Regions from separate parts of the Mus musculus genome. Here region 2 is linked to region 1. The links are chromatin contacts, called in public Hi-C maps. All regions are on one chromosome and are shown on one strand. Each heading gives the region's core, a stretch centred on a gene start, on an enhancer-like site or on the middle of the called end of the contact. The rest is flanking DNA. Distances are from core to core; before and after follow the strand shown. Region 1 holds the start of Il7r (interleukin 7 receptor). Region 2 overlaps Spef2 (sperm flagellar 2).

Evidence for each region. Hi-C and Micro-C count contacts between places; a contact is called where the count stands out from the background.
Region 2: a Hi-C map of Th2 cells shows a contact between it and region 1, with 2.3 times the contacts expected there. The contact joins the enhancer-like site here to the promoter of Il7r in region 1. A contact is called at or near these places in 3 of 39 promoter capture datasets (the C10 cell line, macrophages and pre-B cells), 1 of 15 datasets of contacts at CTCF or cohesin (CD8 T cells), 2 of 484 Hi-C or Micro-C datasets (both in Th2 cells), 3 of 115 datasets of contacts at active chromatin or transcription factors (CD8 T cells, the SCID.adh cell line and bone marrow-derived macrophages) and 1 of 9 other capture datasets (liver).

Annotation. Positions count from the first base shown.
Region 1 is chr15:9,525,777-9,532,235 of GRCm38.p6, forward strand. Il7r (interleukin 7 receptor) reads right to left here and starts at 4,100. Exons shown (of 8, transcript NM_008372.4): 1 at 3,885-4,100. The coding sequence starts at 3,966.
Region 2 is chr15:9,662,886-9,669,344 of GRCm38.p6, forward strand. Spef2 (sperm flagellar 2) reads right to left here. Exons shown (of 37, transcript NM_001305042.1): 17 at 5,905-6,016; 18 at 4,249-4,406; 19 at 189-341. Among named protein-coding and RNA genes, the nearest start is that of Spef2, 83 kb to the right of the region's middle. Within about 2 kb of position 2,941, at least 5 of the 459 cell types and tissues checked have an H3K27ac peak or open chromatin away from gene starts, as enhancers often do. A contact at or near this core is called in Th2 cells, where this site is marked.

The DNA of each region.
Region 1 (6,459 bases), core at 2,850-5,349:
CAAATCCCCAGTGAGACTTTAAAATGTTGAAATTATCTTTTTACACTGAAGTGTTGACATATTTCAGATAAGGGATCTTGTATTTCATTTGTATGCCACCTAATCTAATGTTGGTTTTCTCTGCTGGTCTTCATTTGTTCTTTTCCAAGTTCCTTTTCAAATGAAAGGTGACAATAATGATTCTGGTTCCAAGTGCACATTTTTATGGGATTGCTTATTGTCTCCTAAAAGGACATTGTAACTTAACAGTAATATTGATGACTCCATTCTGTGGCAGAGAGCATCTTAAGTGACCTACTGAGGCAACTATAGATCAGAAAACTCCAAGGGTGAAAGGTTTTAGCCTACATGGTTAGATTGTTTCAGCTACTGTATTCTACACATATCAGTAATATTCTAGAAGCAAGTGGGAAATGGAAATTTTTTGTATGTGTAGCCATTTTTGGTGACTGCAATTTGTCAAAGATGTTATTTGATTTCCTAAGCTGACTTGTAGAGCCCATAATTAAATAGGTATTTGTGTGTGTATATGTACATAAAATATATACATATGTATACATAAAGTGTGCACATATACATGTATACAAAAATCTATCTTTTATATATATATGGTTTTACATATATATGGTGTTTTATATATATGTGTGTATATATATTAGCAGAAAAATTCAGAAAAATCTTCCAGGAAATGCATTTCAATAAGGACAAGGAAAATCTTCTAGAGTTATCAAAGGTTTATATCATGATGGTGGAGTGCAGAGAGCCTCTGACAGCTTCTAGGTATTTAATCTCACCCAAAATAGAGACATTATACTTTTCTGGTTCTCATATGGAAACAGGATGTACTAACCATGGCCTCAGATGGGTGGCTTAGCAGCTATATGCAGTTTCAATTGCATCCTCTTTAACTAATACACCCCAAAGGTCTGTTTTAATAAAGATTAATTAAAATGGGTTAATAAAAGGCCAACCAGGTAAGTGACAGTAGTAAAGAACAGATCTCAGAGCTCACCTAAACATAGACTGGGGTGACTGTTCCCAGCTATGGGAAATTAACTTCCTAGGCATTCCAAGAGCCTAGCATTTCACAGTTGGAACATCATCAAGTTTCTTTTTTTTTTTTTTTTTTTTCCATTTTTTATTAGGTATTTAACTCATTTACATTTCCAATGCTATACCAAAAGTCCCCCATATCCACCCACCCCCACTCCCCTGCCCACCCACTCCCCCTTTTTGGCCCTGGTATTCCCCTGTACTGGGGCCTATAAAGTTTGCAAGTCCAATGGGCCTCTCTTTCCAGTGATGGCCGACTAGGCCCATCATCAAGTTTCTTGATGTATGGTAGAAGTTGTTGCCTGTCCCTACATGACAGCTCTCAGCTCTCATACTGTCTTGTGCTTTGCTTGTGCCTGTAACCAACTCTCTGTAACAGATATGACTTACTGTTTGGATTTAGGTATCCTGTGGTTCATCTTTATTACCTAACATTTCCACCTATGACAGGAGACAAAGAGAGCATACTTTAAGCAGATGACAGACACCAGCTGAAGAGTGGACCTCTATACACTTCAGCCACCCAGTCTGACAAAGTATGTCTCAAGCTATCTCACACAATATGCAAAAAGCTGATCACGCCATGTTTTCCGCAATCAAAGCAGTTGTCTCTGAATGACCTGTCCATTGACCCTTTAGCAGATGTTGCTACTGGGGCACAATTGCTCTGTAACCCACAGTGGGGGAAAGTCACATGCCATTGTGGGAGAATATTCTATCTGCTGTGAGCTAAAGAGCTCTTAGCTGAGAGTGGATATGCATACTGATCTTTGCTGTTCTAACTTTGTAGCTGGGCTCTCTTACTGCATACACAGACACTCAAAGCCCATATTCATATGCACACACACATTATAGAAGCCACTGGATGGATTTGCACAGAGGTTTCATTTACATTACAGTAAGTTCTCAGTAAGGGTGAGAGCTCTCCCAGGAGTCTTGGAGAAATCAGTATGAAAGGCAATATGTGAATTATAATTATGCAAATATACATGCAGCATTTGGAGTTTTTTTGAAAAAAAATTGTAGTATATCAATGGAAGCTTTTATTCTTACTGTGGTTTTGACATTATGTGGAACAATGGTCACAGTGTTCAATAGGAAGCATCTAAGCATTAAGTAAAAATTCTAGGTATAGAAATTTAAAGCATTTGGAATACATATTCTAAGTAAGGCAGTGTCATTTAGAAGACAGTGATTACTTGATGAAGAGCTTGAACTGTCAGGGCTTTTGCGGTTCCCTTTGCTTGATTTGACTATCCTTTAGTTACTAGAAAATTGACTAGTAGATTGCTGCCAGCACAAAGTGGGAGGTATCGTGACATGCCTATGTGACGCATATGGGTGGTTATGATCATCAATCTAAAAACATTTCAAAATTTAAAAAGGTGAAGTGAAAATCCTGTTTAACAGCAAGAATTTTTACTTTTTTTTTTTTTTTGTAAGAAATAGCATGGCCAAGAGGGAAGCATAGGGGCAAAGGATTGTACCAAACAGCAGCATGGTTCTCGTGCTTCCTGCCAGCTATTTGCACACATTTAACATGAGATAATGACTCTCCCTCACCAAGTGACTCATGCTCCGTCATGCTGAAGAGTGTGACTCCTCTGATGATTCTCTTCATAAGAACATGCAAGGGTTTTCCATCCTTGCTGATTACAAAGTAAAGTCACACAAATATCTAAGCTTAGGATGCACAACTAAAGGCATTTGACTGAAGAGCTAAACTACAGAGCTAGGCTGATGTGTATTGATACTGTGCATAAAGAAAATACAGATGTATTTGATACAAGCTTATGCAATGTAGCTTTAACTGGTCTGGAACAAAGATGATTTTTCTGTCTCAGCCTCTTAGGCTTCAGGACTACAGGGATGTACTACTGCACCCAGTTTAGGAATGCACATATAGGCCAGCCATGGTGGTGTCTGCCTTTAATCCTAGCACTCAGGAACCAGAGGCAGGATGCACACACACACACACACACACACACACACACACGCACATACACAAAGACACACACACACACATTCCCCTTTTAATGGTGTGTGTGTGTGTGTGTGTGTGTGTGTGTATGAAAACAGTTTAATTAATTTGTAGAAACAAATTGGAGATTCACATTCCATGTAGCTGCTGTGTCTGCCAGAGACGTTTGAGTACAGTCCTGTAATTAAAATGCCTATTTTTAAGAAGTCAAGGTCTAAGTATTTTATGGATTCTGAGGAGAATTATGATGACCATATAATGGATTCTCTGAATATAAAAGCAACCCTGTGTATTTCAAAGAAGACACCTTCCTTAGCATACTACTGAATTATTCATCAGCAATCTAACATGAATCTGCCAAAGCTAAAGTATGTTGAAGAAATACATTATAGAGTAACTTCTAAACTCTAGACACTAGAAATACAGTTTTGGTGAATACACAAACCTCTCGTTTCTGGCCATTAATTTATCATGGGTATCTAGGGTTTTAGAACTCCATAAACAGTCAAAACAACAATGGCTTGATTTTTCAGTCTAATACAGTTTTGGAAGCGATCATCCAAAAAGCTCCAACAAAGAACTGATATGAGGTTTCTTTTTTGAAATTACCAGCATACATCCACATTTATGAGCCAGAATTTGAATGAAACTCAATGCTTCTTGACAGTTCTTGAGAGTTACAAGCCATTTGCAGTATTGTCATCATTCCCTCTGTCCTGGTGATTAATACCCACAAAACAACCTAATTAGTGCTAAATTCTTGCTTGCCCTGTTAGAGAACTGTGTAACTTGATCATATATGCTACAGGTAATCTGAAATCCTTTAAAAAAGGAGTTAGAAATGACTCACCATCCTGGGCATTTCCACTTTCTCCAGAAACAGCTTGAATTAAGCAGAAAACTATAGCGAAAGCTCTACCCAGAGCCATCATTCTGAGAGAGAGAGAGAGAGAGAGAGAGAGAGAGAGAGAGAGAGAGAAAGAATAGAGAAGAAGCACGCTTGTATGTGCAAGTGAATGAGAGAGAGGGAGACCCAAACCAGCTCTGTGCCTGCTAAACCACAGACAGGGAACTATGAACATCACAGAAGAAGGCAAGTGCCAGAAACAGGAAGTCTGAGCAAAAGGATTGCTGCTGTAAGCAGAGGTAGAGAAAACGGAGAGGTAGAGTGTGACTTTTTTTTTTCCTGCATCTTGGTATTCCCTGAAGCTCCTGAACTTAACTGCTTACTTTTGAGCAAGGTGGTAGACTTCAAGTGATGCTTCAGATGATCTCAGGGTCCAATGTAACAGGATCACAAGGCCAAAATCCACACTTACGATGCTCCTCAGTTGGTTGGGGATGCTCTTGTTTTAGGAATAATGATGCTAGGATAGAGTTGTCCCACTTAGGGCTGAACCCTCAATGGTCACGCCCAGTTCTCTGCTCTCTGAGAGAGAAGTGAGAAAAGAGCTTCTCTAATGAGAGGCAAGGCTGCACTATTCTATGGGTATAAGGACAAATGTCTAGAAGACAGTTTGATACTCTGTCTTTTAAACAAACAATAGTCCTGTGTTTTCCCCTATGCTCTAAGACCTCCCTGGCACGGGTTCGTGGTCAGATTTATAGTACCAGCCATGAAACACTCCCCTCAAGAACTCAGGGAACACCATGGAGGAGAGAAGGAAAGATCAGAAGAGGCAGGAGCCAAAGAGAAATACAGTGAAATTATCTATTATAAAAATAATAGGATCTTTGTGTTCATAATTTCACAGAAGCTATGGTTGTGACACAAGACTGGCATGAGATCACACCAATCCACATTCCAATATGGACAGAGCAGGTGTTCAAGAGGCCACATCCCTAGCTGAGGCCCTCCTGGCAGGTTGACAAATACCAGGCGATTAAGAGTTAGTTTTCTTTAAAAGTGTGTCCCATGGTAGGTTGCTCAAGCTCTAGTGGGCAGTTATACACTCATGAGCACAAGAGCTGAACTAAGTAGGTTCTGTGGATCCTTTTCTTAAATCATTTTAAGAATTGATTAAGTTATTTATTTATCCTAAATTCTGACTGCAGCGCCCCCCCCCCCATCCTTTGCTCCCAATCCCTCTTTCTCCCTTCCCTCCAACCTTCTCTAACATTCTTCCATTTCTCCACAGAAAAGGGGAGGCCTCCCTTGGATATCAACCAGCCTTGACATATCAAGCTGCAGTAAGACTAGGCACATCTTCTTCTCTCGAGACTAGAAAAGGCAGCCCAGTTAGCAGAAAGGCTTCCAAAGGCAGGCAATGTAGTCAGAGACAGCCCTGGCTTCGGTTTTAGGAGTCCCACATGAAGACCCAGCTGCACAACTGTTACATATGTGCAGAGGGTCTAGGCTTGTCTTGTGCATGATTTCTGGTTGAAAGTTTAGTCTATATGAAAACCTATGTGCCCAGGTTAGTTGATTCCGTAGTATTTCTCAATGTGACCATGACCCCTCTGGGCATCTTCAATCCATCCTCACTCTCTTCCATAGGATTCCCCAAGTTCCACTTAACGTTTGGCTGTGGGTCACTGCATTTGTTTCCATCAATGCTAGGTGAAACCTCTCAGATGATAGCTATGCTAGGCTCCTGTCTGCATGTATAGGAGAATATTATTAAGAGTGTCGGAGTGGGCTCCCTCTCATGGCATAGGTGTCAAGCTGGGCCAGTCATTGGTTTGCCCTTCTCTCTAATTCTGTTTCATCTTTTATGCCCGCACATCTTGTAGGTAGGACAAACTATGAGCTAAAGATTTTGTGAGTGGGTTGGTGTCCCAGTTCCTCCATTGGAAGTCTTTTCTGGTTACAGGAGATGGGCATCTCTGGGACTAGCTAGAAACAAGGGCAATGAAAACTCCCAGGAGTCTATGAGGGTGACCCTAGCTACGACTCCTAGCAATGGGGATATGGAGTCTGGATAATTAAAGAACTAGAGGACATGAAACTGAGAAGGAGAGTAGGTGTTGGAATGCGGTAGGTAGGGAAGACAGGAGGGTGGTTATGGTTTCAATATCCTCAATACATATATACAGTTTCTAAAAACAAAGAAATGTACAAAATAAAGATTTCATCTTTCATAAGCTATTAAAAGATCATTTAAAAATATTTTTTACACTCAATCTTTCAGTGTACAAATGTAGCCATTTTTCTCCTTTGAGTTCTATATATCTCTAGTATACACCTGTACTTAACTATTAAGTACAGGCACGGAGAAATTATTAAATGCAAGTGTTGGCAAATTATGACTCAGGAATGGAATTTGATCCTTTACCTTCTTTCATAAGTAATTCGTTGTTGGAGTCCAATGTTACCCATTTGTTGTGTACTATCTGCAGCTGTTCTCATACATATAGTAGAGATGAGTGGGCAAAGAGATGATATATAAATAGTAAAACTTACACCATCTGACTTTAGAAAACTT
Region 2 (6,459 bases), core at 1,691-4,190, 140 kb after region 1:
CAAACAAAAAGAAAGTAAAAAGAGTATTCCCACGTCTGGACATAAATATTTGTTTCACATGGCTGAAGTCTCCACAGTCTAAATCTAGACAGGTAGCCTGCCATTCTAATTTATCATTCTTTTCTATGTGAGAACAAGAAACTGACAAGAAACTGACAAATAGGATTACAGATCACTCTGTCAGTCACCTGATTGTGTCTTTCCTTTCCCAGGAGTTTTTGCCTGATGAAGCTCCTTGTCTTTTTCTGCTTCAGAAGAAAGGGGAGGGCTCATAGCGGGAGGCTCAGCCGGGGGAGCTCCTGCCTTTTTCTCAGTTTCCTTTTCTTCCAGTGTCTTTTCAACTTCAGAAGGATGAAAAAACAAACCTTCATTAGGGATTCTGGTTGCCTATTATTTCATTTCAACTAACAAATATCAAAATTATTTTGCAATTATACTGAAAGAAAGATGAAATTTCAAGATCTGTAAGTCATATAAAGTACTCAGAAATTGCTGGTTGTTTGTGGGCCTAGAGGCTGCCTGGGGCTGAGAAAAAAAAAAAAAAAAACAAACCTGGTTATGCCCCGTAGTTAAAACGTTCCTGGGAACAGCTTAACCTTAAAGATAAAGGGGAATGTGAGGACATAACAGGGCTATCTGAACTGAGTCAACAACTCACAGAACTCTGACACCCTGTATGTACATGTAATTTTTCTGCTGATGTTTGAATAAGCCAATAGTGTGTCGCTATGCTGAATTCCACACCCCTAAGCCCCTTACCCCATAAAAACCCCTAGCTTCCGAGCCTAGTGGCTGGCATCCATTATCTCCTGTGTGGGATGCATGTCGGTTCGTAGCTCCGTAATTAAATGACTTAATGTAATTACATCAAGATGGTCCTTCGTGATATTTTGGGTGCACGCCGAATCAGGAATTGAGTGGGGGTTTCCCCACTAGGTTCTATCATTTGGAGGTTCCACCAAGATCTGGGTGACACCCAGGAACCCTGAAGGACCCCTTGGAGGTACGTTTGTTTGTGTGAGTCTTGTATGTTGTCTGTTGTCTAAGTGTCTAAGTGTGGCATTGCTGAACTTGTGTCTTGGTTTTTCAGTTCTGAGATTGTGGGTTTGAGTCTCACCTTGTGTCTTGGTTTTTCAATTCTGGTATTCTGTATTCTGGCAGCTGCCACTTTGGACCGTGAGGACCTAGTGGCTGTGGGAGGAAGATGTTCTAAGGCTCTGCAGGCTGCAACCTTGGAAGACGTTCCAAGGGTGACCCTGGAGGAAGTGCCCAGGGTGAGGGACAGTCAGAAAGGTCTGACTGTCATCTGGCAGAGTGAGAAAAATAAGGTGCTTTTTCTGCCAGAAAGGGAGTCGATGTGGATTCCCACCCCTGTCAGGAAGTAGTGTTTGGCTGGTTGTACAAGTCCAGGGGCTGACAAGTGTGCTTAGATATACTGGTGTCTTTTCTTCTCTGTTGCTGATTTGTTTTTGTTTGTGGTTTTCGTCATGGGATACAGACACCGTACATCAGAGATAAAGTGGAATCCCTCCCTGCCTGTCTGTCTGTATGTCTGTGTCTGTCTGTCTTGTTCACTTGTGTGTCCTCCATTAGACCACCTTCGGATTCTGTTTTGCTTTTGGTTTGTCTGGTTTCAAGTCTGGTTTTGGTCCCAAGGAGTTGACTGATTATCTTGGTTTGGTTTTAGGCCGGTCTCAGGTTCTGGGGGCCTTCCCATGGAGAGAGGTCCATTTGGGTTGGTTGCAGTGATAGTGAGATGTGCCAAAACGTTGCAGGCTACAACACTGGAGCATGCTCCCGTGTCAAGCTGGGAAGTTGGATCTGAAACAGTCCTTCTCAACCCAGCAGCAGCTAGGGTTCAGTATATGCCTGGAACAGATAGTGTCAGGCTTCTCTGGGAATCACGTGTAAGACACCCTGTATTGGTCTTGCTTGTGTTTGTCATTTCTGTGGTACTGTGATTCTATGGTGGTTAACTGAAAATGGTTTCTGTGTGTGTCTTGTGTGTCTCTATGTGTTTGGACTTGGACTAACAACTGACGACTGTTTTTGAGTTATGCCCTCTGGAATAAGCCTAAGAATCCTGTCAGATCCCTATGCTGACCACTTCCTTTCAGATCCTCAGCTGCCCTGGAAAAGACCTGTGGCATACTTGTGAGAAATTAGACCTGGTGGCTGTAAGATAGCCTGCTTGTCTGCACATAGTGGCTTCTGGTCAGGGACGCAGATAAATTGACTCTGGGACAAAACTTGGCACATGCCCTAGAAAGTGTGGTTCAGCCCCCCTGACTGACAGCTGACTAACGCTCAGGTGACACATTACAAGACTCTGTTGTTCAATTCTGATAGAGTCACTTTTGCCTCCCAAGTCTGAACTCAGCTACCCTGCTCCCACACCCAGACTTTCAGCAGGTTCTTGCTGAGACACATAGGTGACATGGAGATCTGATGGACCAGTTACTAGAGGGTGCATATGTTACTTGGTTCACAGACTGGAACAGCTATCTAGAAAAAGAAAAAAACATACTGGAGCAGCTGTGGTAGCTGGACAGGCCCTGCCAGAGGACACATCGGCTCAAAAGACTAAATATCTACACAGATAGCTGGTATGCTTTTGCCACAGCCCACGTCTATGGGACCATATATCAACAGAGGAGTCTACTGACACCGGGAAGAAAAAGAAAATAAGAACAAAGAAGAAATGCTGGCTCTACTGAGGCCCTCCACGACCCTGCCAAGGTAAACATCATCTACTGTCCTAGTCACCAGAAGAGAGATACCATGTTAGCAAGGGGCAACAACAATGTCAAATGTCAAAGAAAATATAAGAATTGAAAAAAAAATATTAGGTAAAACAATCTAGAACATCAAAGTTAGAAGTGCATAAAGAAAGGAGAGCCATCACATGTAGCAGTGAATGCCTGTAATCTCAGTTCTTAAGAGGTTGAGTTAGGAGAATCACAGGAAGTTGAAAGCCACTCTGTCCTGCACAGTGCCTTTTACATCATCCTACTATCTCATGAAATGAAAATAATAAATAACTCAAGCAGTATGATATGAGATGTAGGATGCCAGGTGTAAATGGTAAAACTACTGTTAGTCTACCAACTCAAATGGATGATCACACACCTAAGAATATATAGACAGCAATTAAGTGGATTTTGTGAGTTAAAATAACAATGTGCTGGATGGTGGTGGCTTGTGCCTTTAATCTCAACACATAGGAGGCAAAGGCAGGCAGATATCTGAGTTCAAAGACAGCCTGATCTACAGAGTGAGTTCCAAAACAGCCAGACCTACTGTACTGGCTAGTTTTGTGTCAACTTGACACAGCTGGAGTTATCACAGAAAAAGGAGCTTCAGTTGAGGAAATGCCTCCATGAGATCCAACTGTAAGGCATTTTCTCAATTAATGATCAAGGGGGGAAAGCCCCTTGAGGGTGGGACCATCTCTGGGTTGGTAATCTTGGTTCTATAAGAGAGCAGGCTGAGCAAGCCAGGGGAGGCAAGCCAGTAAAGAACATCCCTCCATGGCTTCTGCATCAGCTCCTGCTTTCTGACCTGCTTGAGTTCCAGTCCTGACTTCCCTTGGTGATGAACAGCAGTATGAAAGTATAAGCCGAATGAACCCTTTCCGCCCCATCTTGTTTCTTGGTCATGATGTTTGTGCAGGAATAGAAACCCTGACTAAGACACCTACACAGAGAAACCTTGCCTCCAAATATAAAAAAAAAAAAAAATAGAAAAAGAGAAAGAAAGAAAGGGAGGAAGGGAGGAGGGAGGGAGGGAGGGAGAGAGAGAGAAGAAAAGAAAAGAAAAGAAAAGAAAAGAAAAAAAGAAAGAAAAGAAAAGAGAGAGAGAGAGAGAAAGAAAGAAAGAAAGAAAGAAAGAAAGAAAGAAAGAAAGAAAGAAAGCAAGCAAGCAAGCAAGCAAGCAGAAGGATGGAAGGAAAGAAGGAAGGAAGGGAGGGAAAGGGAAGGAAGGAAGGAAGGAAGGAAAGAAGGAAGGAAAGAGAAGGAAAGAAAGAAGGGAAAGGGAAGGAAGGAAAAAGAGAAGGAAAGAAAGGGGAGAAAGAAAGAGAAGAAAGAAAGGAAAAAAGAAAAATACTTGATGACAAAAAGTTGGGTTGGTATGAAATGCGGGGGTGGGGTGGATCTGTGAGAAGTTGGGAGAGGAAGAATATGATCAAGATACAATGGTTACTCTTAACCATTTAATATGTTCGCAAACATATGTGCATAGGATTACCTTTGATCTTTTTGTTTACTGTTTCAGTAGCAAAAATTTCTTTTACTTTTTGGCATAAGAGCGCTTCATCTATTTCAGCATTGACTTTCGTCAGAATGTTTTTTGGCTGTGTAAACCACTCTTCCAACAGTGGCCAGTTGTCCAAGAAGCCAACAATTCTGCGAAATAAAGACATTATATGACTATGTGGTACTCATTTAAGTGTTTGTGTAAAAAGACATTAAACATGATATCTAGTAGATTGACAGTTCATAATGAAGAAGTAGCCTGGCCATGGAATTCAGTCCCCAAAATTAACTTTTATGGAATCTATATGTGATGGAAAAATACTAAATTTAAAGAACTTGTCTGATGGCATCAAGGTTTAAGCTTTAGAATTTTAGAAGTATGGATGGAAAGGTTTGAAAATGCTAAGCATTTGGCAAACATCTGGCTTTTGTTCAAATCTCTGTTTGAAAATGAAAGAAAATATCATTCACAGTAATGGCTGACTTCATTTAATGGCTCTTTCAGTGATGCCATAGCCCCAACACTCAGGTCATACTTTTTATTTCCCTTATAGATACAAAGTGAAGAGGTCTTTAGGTAAGGAGAGAAGGCACAGGCTAGTTAGCTTTGTAAAAAGTTATTCTTGAATCATTGTCTCCCTCCCCCACCCTTAGAGCATAGACAGCTTCCTATAGCTCAAATTATACTTCCTGCTCATTTATTTTTAGATATCTCGAGTTTCATGAAATTGCCTAATTTTGTCTAAATTTTCTTTTCCAAAGAAAAGTTACACACAATTCAGAGAAATCCAGGTAACTTCATTTTGGTAAACTCGAAAAGCTACTATAAACTTTTTCAGTTTTGACTTTCAGTTCTTTGAAATTCTGTGATCTTTCACTGGTAGTAGTGTTTGCTGAATTCTACAGATATAACTTAAAAGCATTTTCTTTTTCACATTTTTTCTTCTTTTACTTTCTTGGCCTTTTTTTGTCAGGTAATTTTATTAATCATGTTAATGCTAAAGTTTGAACCAATGACAGATAAAATGATTGTATGTCTCAAGGTTGAAGTTAATCATGCCTAAAATCGTAGCCATCAAACCTGAAACTGTTTCACCTACACTAATGCATTTATATACTTTTCATTCTTTTCTTCTCTTTTTAGACACACACACAAAATACATTGTTACAATGTATTTCAATACATTATATGTTGCATAATAGGGTAAGAAAAGGGAGTCGCATAAACATGATTCACTGTCTTAAAAGCAAGCTGTTGATGAGTTGGTATTTGAGAGATACATTAGCAGGAGTGTCAACCTGACCCAGTGTACAAGCCATTTTTAAGGCACTGAACATTGTAAAGATAACCTGATTTTTAAAATTATTTCATTTTTGTGCTAAAGATTTTTAAAAGATATTTTTTGCTTAAAAGCATTTTCTGATTGGCTTGTTTCCCCAGACTCTGACAACTGTGGCTGCAAATATAAACGTTTTTCACATACTATTTCACTCAATGCAGAAACATAGTTTTGATTTAACCTGTAGAAGATTCTGTGGTAGGGGATGAATCTCCTTTCTTTTTTGTAGATTCTTATCATTTGAAAGTCACCAATTGTCACCTCTTTGAAGGGCAACAAATAGGAAGTGCACAAAGCAGAAAACATACCTGTGCTGTATGTGGTCTCTTAAGTTCCGGTCCTCGCTCTTATTATCTTGGCTTGTACCAGTTCCAGGACGGCCAACATTTTCATGAGAAATTTCATGTGAGATTTCTTTAGCTATGGTACAAAAATTACTTAATTAGACAATCAACCAAACCAATCAAAGTTGCTACTTACTGACAAAACATACTTGTGCAAGATTCCAGGTAGAAATAGCCATATTTTGGTTTACAAATGTTTCAGTGTTTATATTAACATATATAATATATGCAAATATATTTAAATAGAATATATTTTGATTATGTTCTTTTCATTCTCCACCTCCTCACAGATTCTCTACCACCTCTCTACCTATACAATTTCTTCTTCTTTCTCAAAAAATAAAATAAAATAAACAAAAACATTGGTCAAAACAAACATGCAATAAGACAAAAACTCCCAAAACAAAATGGAAAGGATGACACATGCACAAAAGTACACACACACACACACACACACACACACACCCTTAAAATCTTTGTGCTTCCTCTTCCACATAGATCCCCGAGCCTTTATGGGAG